Linked DNA regions of Mus musculus: regions 1 and 3 are each linked to region 2. A link is a contact called in public HiChIP or PLAC-seq and promoter capture Hi-C data. All regions are on one chromosome and are shown on one strand. Each heading gives the region's core, a stretch centred on a gene start, on an enhancer-like site or on the middle of the called end of the contact. The rest is flanking DNA. Distances are from core to core; before and after follow the strand shown. Region 1 holds the start of Eif5a (eukaryotic translation initiation factor 5A). Region 2 holds the start of Gucy2e (guanylate cyclase 2e). Region 3 holds the start of Asgr1 (asialoglycoprotein receptor 1).

Region 1 (2,878 bases), core at 304-2,803, 680 kb after region 2:
TGGTACAGGAAACCACAAGGCCTCTTTGGGGGATTCCCGCCTCCAACGTGCACTTGCAGATGCAGTCAAGGGAGAGAAAGTAGTTTCCTAAAGGATCCCACTGCCAAACATTTCGATCTCAGTTCCCGAAGGGAACTCAGCCTTTTGTCGATGGCCCTCCCACTTTTCCCAGGATGCACCAGTCCTGTCGGCTTTTCAGGCCCAGCCTGTACAGTCAGTAGAAAGTGAGGGGTGGTGAATGACAATAAAATGAAAGCAAAAGATTCGTAGTAGTAATAGAAATCGTACTAGGCTGGCAGAGTAAAGGACTTTAAAACACAGTAACTCCCAAACAAAACACGACAGGGAAGGCACTGGCATGGTGAAGATCGAAGATCACCGCAGGGGAACTAGAAGCTCACTACTTTCAGGCGCTGTCGGCATGGGCCGAGAAAGAGTTGGGCATCAGTCCAATCGCCCTCAGTTTCCCCACTTTTCCCGGTTTCCCCAGCAAAGCAGTACCACTTACATCTGGCTGGACGTCTCACTTCATATGAAGACTGAGGGATGAGCTCCAGAGGCCCATGAGGCTGGGGAACACTAACATATGCCTGCAACGGGCCCTGCGGGATGAGTGAGACCCAAGGGTAGGGTCTCTCCCGCACGCCAAAATCCAAGGCTCCGGAGAAACCCAAAAAAGACCAGAGCTCCTTGCGCTGAGGGTTGCCGGCTCGCGCCCACCATGTGGTCGCCCGGGGCTTCCGGTGGCCCGGGCCAGGGGGGAGGGGTCCCCGTGCAGCCATGCGGCCCCGGTCAACGTTCGGCCGCATGGCCTCGGACCCCGAGGGCAGCCTCCAATGGGGAACACTTCCGGTGCTACGGCTGCCCCTGCCCCAAAGCTGCGCCAGGCCAGGACCATGCCGCCTCCCCTCCCCCCGCCGGCCGCCAACCCCCTCCACATGCCCTCACCTAACAGCCCCCTCCCCCACCTCACGTGGCCGCGCAGCGCCGGTCCTCAACCGCACAGGAGCCTTTGCCCTGTCTGGGCCGATCTGGCCCCGGGCCCTCGCCCCGGCGTGGCCGCCTGGCGGCCTCTCCCGCGTGGCGGCCTCGCGGCTCGCCGTCCCCCGCCCTGCGTCGCTCCAACGTCACCCGGCCGGCCCCAACCGTCACCCCTCGCGCCAACCGGGCCCTGCACCCGCCTCTCCGCACCTCGCGCCGCTCCCTCACCGAACCCGTGCGGCGACAGCCGCCGCTCCCTTCTGCCCCCCTCCCCGACCCCCGCGTAGTTCCGTCTCTCGTTCGTAGCTCAAACCGAGGTTACGCGCAGGCGCGCCCTGCCCGCTCTCACCTCGCGCGAACGCACTGACTTGACCTGGTCCGCTCGCCGCGAGCCCAACTGCTGCCTCCGAACCCGCTACTGTGCTGCCGCCGCCGCCGCCGCCGCCTCTAGCGCCGCCGCCGCTGCTGCACACGGGTCTTAGTACGCAGGCGCCGACTCCCCACTGACCAACCAAGCAGCCCTATGACAGCCGCGCAAGCGTGCTAGGTAGCTCCACCACCTTCCACCCCCGCACTGCGCAAGCGCATGGACCCTCCCCGATCTCCACCCTCTCTCCCACCTACCCATCGGATGACGCACACACGTGACCCCGCCCCTTTCCAGTCCGTAGTGCTTCCAACCAGTCGGCAATGCGCAGGCGCACCGGGTTTTTTTTTTTTTTTTTTAAATCCCTTCAACCTCTTCTTCCCTCCCCTTGAGCGACAGCTCGCTCTACCGGGCAACCCTTGCGGCTGCGCAATACAGAACCCTGCACTCCACACCCTCCGAAGGAAACGCCTGGGTCTCAACGCATGCGTGTTAGGAATCCTAAACGCCCCTTCCACCTCAGACGTCGTCCCTACGCGGGGTGTTGAAAAGACCACGCCACTGTGCTGCTTGCGGCGTCAAGAACGCATGCGTCTGAGCAGGCGCCACACCTCGGCTTTAACTGGAATTGAACAACTCACAAACACGTTTCTGAGAACCTTTCTAGTTAGGTGTGTGGCTCTTCTCCGAATCGCTGTCCCAGCTCTGCACGTGCTCAAGAGACTGCTTTCCGTGGGAGACTCTGCTCTCACGCTAGTGTGGTCGGATTACAACCATCCCGGCTTCGGTACTTTACACAACTTGTGCGCTATAGTTTCAGTATCCAGAGCTATCCGATACAAGCCACCATCTTGTCTAAACCCTGGTTAGTGTTGATTCCTAAGGTTCGCATAGAAGCTTTTCCTTTCTAAATCCTAAATAAAGAGAACTACATAGCGTTTCCGATTGTTTTCCCAGGTCGGCTTGAGGTTTCTAAAAGGAAATGTCTAATGTTTCTTCCAAAATCAAACTCCCTATGAGAAGAGTGGCTCTGGACCAGGCGACACAGACTTTATTGCCAGATCGCTAGGAGGCTGAGACTTGTTATAAAGCCAGCACATAAAGTTGGTCTTGAAATTTATGATGCCTGTAATCTCTGAGTTTGAGAAACTGGAGCAGGAGAATAGAAAAAAACAAAACAGTGCAATATTAAATTACTTTGACGTTATCTAAAGATGAGCGATCAGGATTCCTACTCCTTAGATAATGCAGGCGTGGTGGAGCACTCCCTTAATCCTGTAAGAGCCAGGTGGGTTCAAGGCCAGTCTGGTCTGTACAGTGTGAATTCTTGACTCAAAAGCAAAACAAAAAAATCTGGTCTAGGAATCTAAACCTTTTTGGTGGTAGTGGTGGTTTTGTTGTTGTTTTTCAAGACAGGGTTTCTCTGTGTAGCTCTGGCTGTCCTGGAACTCACTCAGTCGACCAGACTGGCCTTAAGATCCACCTGCCTCTGCCTCTCGTGTTGGGATGTAAGGCATGCACTGCCACCTA
Region 2 (2,956 bases), core at 53-2,552:
AAAACCAGGGAGCCATCAGTCAGAGCCAGTTCTTCTGCAGCTTCCAGTAGGTAGCGCTGCTCCTCGCCGCCCAGCAGCACCGAGTGCATCACCATGATCACTACTGCGGAGCGGACGGACACAGAGGCTGGCTCGCTACGCTGTCCACTCTCGGCAGGACCCACCCACCTTGCCCGCACTCTACTGGGGAGCTTACCTCTAACTCTAGGCCCATCTCGGATCCTCCCGAGGGCCTCCCGGGCTCCAGACCGGTCTGAAGTCTCCATGGAAGTCACTAGGGCAACTGGCAAACCCCGGGCCCTGAGTGCTGTGGACAGAGCGCGTCCCGCCTCCACCCACAGGTCTTGGGGTGCAGTGATCAGGGCCACGCGCGCCCAGCGGAATGCTCTAAGGAGGACGTAGAGAGCATCTGCAGCGGGGGTCACCGCCGGGGCTGTAGTACCCGCCGCCCGCGTGCCAGGGCAGCCCCAGGGCACCAGCGCTACTCCAGCTTCTTGAGCCAACAGTTCGGCTGGCCGACAGGCTGCGGGGTTCACCGGACCCACCAGGCCAGAGACTCGAGACAGCGCAGAGGACACAGCCCCTAGTGAGCCCGGAGTCAGGCAGGGCTCTGGGAGCAGCGCAACCTCGAACCGGGGGCCGCCGTCTAAAGCAAAGTCACGATTCAGGCGGTTGGCGGCCAGACGCGCAGCCAGGTCTGGTCGGGCCCGTGCAAAGATGGGGTCGCAAGCCCAGGGGCCCAGCACCCCCACTTTGAACACAGCAGAGAGGGCAGAAGGAGATGGGAGCAGTAGCAGTAGCAGGAGTCCCGGTAGCCCAGGCCTTGGCCAGCGCAGGACCCGCGAGAAACTGGACGGAGACTGCCGCGCAGGGACACAGAACCCGGCGCCGGGAAGCCCTCCGGCTGGCAGGAGCCAAGCGCTCATTGCCTTCTTCTGTGAACACAGAGCGAACAAGATAAGAGTTGAGGGCCCTCAGCACTCACTCCCGTAAGGTTCTCCCCTCAAGCCTGTTTCTCAAATTCCGCCCAACCCCCTAGGGTGTCTTGGCTTCCAGGACCCTAGATGGCAGCCCAGCTCATCGCCCCAAGGTCTTTTTGGTTTAGCCTGTTTGTACTTAGATTGTTTATCCTCCCTTCCTCTTCAGCAGTCTTGGGGGTTCAGTGGGGAATACTCCCACGCCTTCATACAGGACCGAAGTTCCTGTGTGGGTCATTCATTACTTACCGGAAAGTCCGGGGCTAGGGCTTGGCTAAGGGGTCACAGGATCGATGCCCCTTCGGTCTCCCCTGGCAGCCCAGCCCAGGGCGGGGGGTGTGGGAACAGCCCGCTGCAGCCCTTAATCCCTCCAAGCCGATTAGGATCTTTTAATCAAGCAGAACAGGGCGGGCTGATGGAGGTTGAGAGTCTCTACAGCTCCTCTGTAGAGTGGGGTCTGCCCTGCTTCTAGACAGCCACAGTTGCTTTAACTAATCATACAGGGAGAGAAAGCGAATCTGGACTGTACCTCACACCGCGCACGAATTCAACGTCAGACTTACATATGAAAATAAAATGTTTATCTTTTTCAGCTGTCTCTTCAAAAAGGGAATCAGATAAGAATCATCTGTGGGGCCGGGCGTGGTGGCGCACGCCTTTAATCCCAGCACTTGGGAGGCAGAGGCAGGCGGATTTCTGAGTTCGAGGCCAGCCTGGTCTACAGAGTGAGTTCCAGGACAGCCAGGGCTACACAGAGAAACCCCGTCTCAGAAAAGAATCATCTGTGGGAAGGAGGAGAGATAAAGGTTCAATGGTTAGGAGCGTTTGCTGCTTTCTTCGGAGGACCCAGGTTCATTTCCCAGCACCCACATGATGGCTCACAATCATCTGTAACTCCAATTCCAGAGGATCCAGTGCTAGCTTCTGAGAGAAAGCACCTGGTGGTGCACTGTCTGTACATACAGACAAAGATAAATAAGATAATAGAGTTAATTTTAAAAATCATCCGTGGACACTAAAGCTAGGGGGAAATTTTGAAGAACATCATAGATGTTAAGTTTTTCACAATTATAAACTGTCACTCCATCTATTGTTCATAGGTTGATAGACAGCAAACATATAATTGCTGCAATTTTAACTGTAAAAAAAATATTTATAGCAGAGTGTAATAGCCTTTGTTCCCAGCACAAGGGAAGCAGAGGCAGGTGGATGGATCTCTATGAGTTCGAAGTCAGCCAAGTATACCTAGAGACTTCCAGGACAGCCAAGGCTACACATAGACCCTGTCTCAAAAAAAAAATTATTTTCTACATATGTATGGGTGCCTGAGTATATGTATGTATGTATGTATGTATGTATGTATGTGTGCACCACATGTGTGCAATGGCCGATGGAGGTCAGAAGAGGCATCAGAATGCTGGAGTTACACACAGTTGTGAGCCACACCTGTGTGCTGAGAGCCAGCCAATAAGTAAGGTCTGGACCTGTTGACTGGTCTCTCCAGGCTTGGGACTGCTGCAGCCACTCCGTACCCCCTTGCTCTGAGGTATTCTATCTACAGGCACAGGACATTCATTTACCCCTTCAGTGGTTAGTTTTGATTAAATTGTTATCTTTCATCTCCTGCATAATTTCTCTCTTCCCTCCCTCCCTCTCTCCTGCCTTCCAACTCATATGCAAGCTTTAGGGAAAAACTTTAAACAAGTAGAATTACAAAAATTCCACAAGAAGCTGGGCGTGGTGGCGCACGCCTTTAATTCCAGCACTTGGAAGGCAGAGGCAGGTGGATTTCTGAGTTCGAGGCCAGCCTGGTCTACAACGTGAGTTCCAGGACAGCCAGGGCTATACAGAGAAACCCTGTCTCAAAAAAAAAAATCTACAAGAATATCAGCATCAATCAGGCACAATGGGAGCCTGTAACCTTGGTACTCAGGAAGTGGAGCTAAGAGGGTGGTGACTTTGAGGCCAGTCTGGTTACA
Region 3 (2,946 bases), core at 231-2,730, 820 kb after region 2:
ATAATATATATTATAAAATGTATCTCTCTAAATAGAAATCTATTGAAAAGGGATGAAAAACTACACACACACTCATTCATACATCCACAATCCACACTTAACATTTATTCAAGCATGTGTGTTAACATTAGTCCAGTACTGCTCTCTGATCCATGAGCTTAGGGCATGGCTCTCAGGTATGAACTGTATTTCAAAATGCCTTCTTCCAGGACAATATGCAAATAGAAAGATGCAAAAATCCTGAGTTTACAGCATTTTCCAGTTTTACAAGCTAGGGCTGAGGTCTCTCTAGCACTGAGAGAGCAAGAGGCTCGGTGCCCCCTGCTAGTCCCTACCTCTATGAGTAGAGCTACTATTCAGACTGGATCTGTATCTGTTTGCTTGCCAGAATAAACTAGATTGTAAGTGGCAAAATCAGAGAGTGTTAAATTAATGGCCCAATTTTCACCAAAATCGCTGGCAGCAAGCCCGGTTCATGTAAACATGCGGATTTTTAGGACACAGACAAGCAAGGACGCACAGAGTAGTTGGATTTATGTAAGCGGCACCTTCCTGAATAGCTCACAGGCTCTAGACGGCCACAGAGGCCACTCCTCACTGTGGAGCCTAACAGGAGGAGGATTATATGTTGAATATTGCTCTTGTCCCAAGCCTGAGTTCTGACAGGCCTCTCTGAAGCTCTCAGGACCATGAGGGGCCATGTTTAAGCCTCTCTGGGGATTTGGGGACCTGGTGCGTGGGACAGCTAAGGATCCCATTCTGAGTGAGGTGCTGGAGGCAGCACACAGGTCACTGAGTTGGGCTGCCCGGGTGTTAGTCTGTGCTCTTCTGTGTAGTATGGCTTTGAGAAGCCCTTGTCTTCCAGAGCCTCAGCTTTCTTGCCTGCAGAATGGGTTGTTCTCTGGGGATGAGAAAGGTTGAAGTCCTGGGGCATATGGTAGAATCAGTGATTTCTTGGCCCTGATCCTAGAGGGGAGCTGCTCCTCCTGTTACCACTGCGCTGCTTGGAGGACTACCATAGAGTGAGTCAGTCAGGTTAGGGCTGAGGAGCCTGGAGCTGAGACCCCAGGAATCTACAGCTTGCAATTATAACACTGAGGTCACAGGGCAGGATTGGGCAAGAGCGGGGAATCAGTTGGTGCCTCTGATCCTGGTCAGGGATATTTGGAGATACGGACAATTCTGGGAAATTCAGGACCGAAAGGGGGAGGGCTCTGAGGGCAAGCAGCAAACTGTTCCCTAGCCTTTTAAGGCCTGTCTCACCCACAAAAAGGTAACAAGTATTGAACATGCGGAAGTGCATGCGTAGATGTGTGTGCCTCTGTGTGTGTGTGTGTGTGTGTGTGTGTAGACTCCCCTTTTCTGAGAAATAGAATAGAGGTCACCCATGCCTTCTTTCCTCCCCTATACCTCCCCAGTTCCAAGTCTACTCCTACCTCTGTTTATGGTTCAAAGTCCCGGTGTTGGTGATGCCAGGTTCAGCGTGCTCGGACACACATGGGCCCTGGATGGACCCTGTCCCCTCCCCTCCCATTGCCCAGGGCTCTTCACCTGGTTCTTCAGGCTTCAGCCCCCTCCTTAGCCTGGGCTCTTCGTGGTGCTGAGGGACCTTCAGTAAGTACAGCAGGAGGAGAAGGGATGGGTGACAGCCAAGAGAGAGTGGCTGTATGGGTTCACATGCGCAGTGTGTGTGAATGGGAGAGGAGAGATTTTTCTTAGACAGAATGTAGCCTTGGTTAGTCTGGAATGCACTCTGTAGACCAGGCTGGCCTCGAACCTACAGAGATCCACCAGACTCTGCTTCCTGAATACTGGGATTAAAAGCATGTGTCATCATGTCCAGCTAGAGGATAGATTTTTGGATGTCAGGCTTGGGAGCAGATAGGGTTAGGGGAGACAGAAAGTATGTCCACCTAGTCAGATGTAAAAGGGAACTGGACTTCATCCAGCTCTGAGTCTGTTAGCCTCGGCCTCAGCTCTAAAGGCTCTAAATTTGGCTGTCCTAGGTCCGGATCCAGTGCCATCATGACAAAGGATTATCAAGATTTCCAGCACCTGGACAATGATAATGACCATCATCAACTCCGGAGAGGTGAGAGGTGCTCCCTTTCAGAGAGGCGAGGGGTTCTCCCCTCTGGAGGAGAACATCAGTGGCTCTGTCCCTCCGACTCAGCTCCTGTGTCCTGTGGAGATCCCTAGCTCTGTTCCATACACTCAGAAAACAGTGGCTGCATCACTCTTGCTGGGACATAGGGTACAGGGCATAGTGTTGGCATCCTCAGTGACAGATGTCCAAGCTTCCTCCCAATGTTACCCATTTCTCAAGACCCCAGGCAGAGGGTGGCTCCAAGGTGTGGGGCCTACTGAAGGTCGGGGGCATGAGCTTATTGTCAGCCCCGTCTGAAGTTAGGTCCCTTTCTTCTTCAGTTTCAACAGTGTGTATGTGGAGGTGGAGGTGGGGATGGGAGGTGATCAGGATCAGTTTGACTTAAGGGACCCTTGGAGAGGGGGCTGAGGGTCTCAGCACGGATGAAAGATGAAGCATCTGCTCTCCCTACTTTGTCCTCTGAGCAGGGACTGTCGTGTGCCTGTACAAACAAATACAGAGCTCTTGAGGTATCCCAGGTGGGCAGTGTGCTTTTATGCAGGAAGGAGCACAGGAGGGGAAACGGGGCGGGGGGGGGGGGGCAGGAGGGAAAGCCCGCAGGCCAACCGACAGGACTGAGTGTCATTTTCTCCCTTGGTGGGAGAGGCTCACCTTTTCTCCTTGCATGCAACCAAAGACGCACAGGATTCACGGAAAGAGGAGGAAACCCACCCTTCCCACACTTTGGTGGAGCAATGACTCCCCAGGCGTGGTTCATCGTCTGTAATGACAATATTATGCCACAGGGTGGCAGCAGAGGTCCAGGGCTTCGGGAATGCTAGGGCAGGTCAAAGCTTTGC

What was found. Promoter capture Hi-C pulls out the DNA fragments that hold promoters and counts their contacts. HiChIP or PLAC-seq counts read pairs in DNA pulled down with a chosen protein or histone mark.
Region 1: an H3K4me3 HiChIP or PLAC-seq map of bone marrow-derived macrophages shows a contact between it and region 2, with 2.6 times the contacts expected there. The contact joins the promoter of Eif5a here to the promoter of Gucy2e in region 2. A contact is called at or near these places in 2 of 39 promoter capture datasets (liver and stem cell-derived epiblast-like cells) and 1 of 115 datasets of contacts at active chromatin or transcription factors (bone marrow-derived macrophages).
Region 3: a contact with region 2 is called in a promoter capture Hi-C map of liver, with 2.6 times the contacts expected there. The contact joins the promoter of Asgr1 here to the promoter of Gucy2e in region 2. A contact is called at or near these places in 2 of 39 promoter capture datasets (both in liver) and 1 of 115 datasets of contacts at active chromatin or transcription factors (pancreatic cancer cells).

The regions. Positions count from the first base shown.
Region 1 is chr11:69,919,833-69,922,710 of GRCm38.p6, forward strand. It overlaps Eif5a (eukaryotic translation initiation factor 5A), which reads right to left and starts at 1,554. Exons shown (of 6, transcript NM_181582.4): 1 at 1,331-1,554.
Region 2 is chr11:69,235,720-69,238,675 of GRCm38.p6, forward strand. It overlaps Gucy2e (guanylate cyclase 2e), which reads right to left and starts at 1,303. Exons shown (of 19, transcript NM_008192.3): 1 at 1,227-1,303; 2 at 197-935; 3 at 1-103. The coding sequence starts at 926.
Region 3 is chr11:70,052,875-70,055,820 of GRCm38.p6, forward strand. Asgr1 (asialoglycoprotein receptor 1) reads left to right here and starts at 1,481. Exons shown (of 9, transcript NM_009714.3): 1 at 1,481-1,614; 2 at 2,007-2,092. The coding sequence starts at 2,026.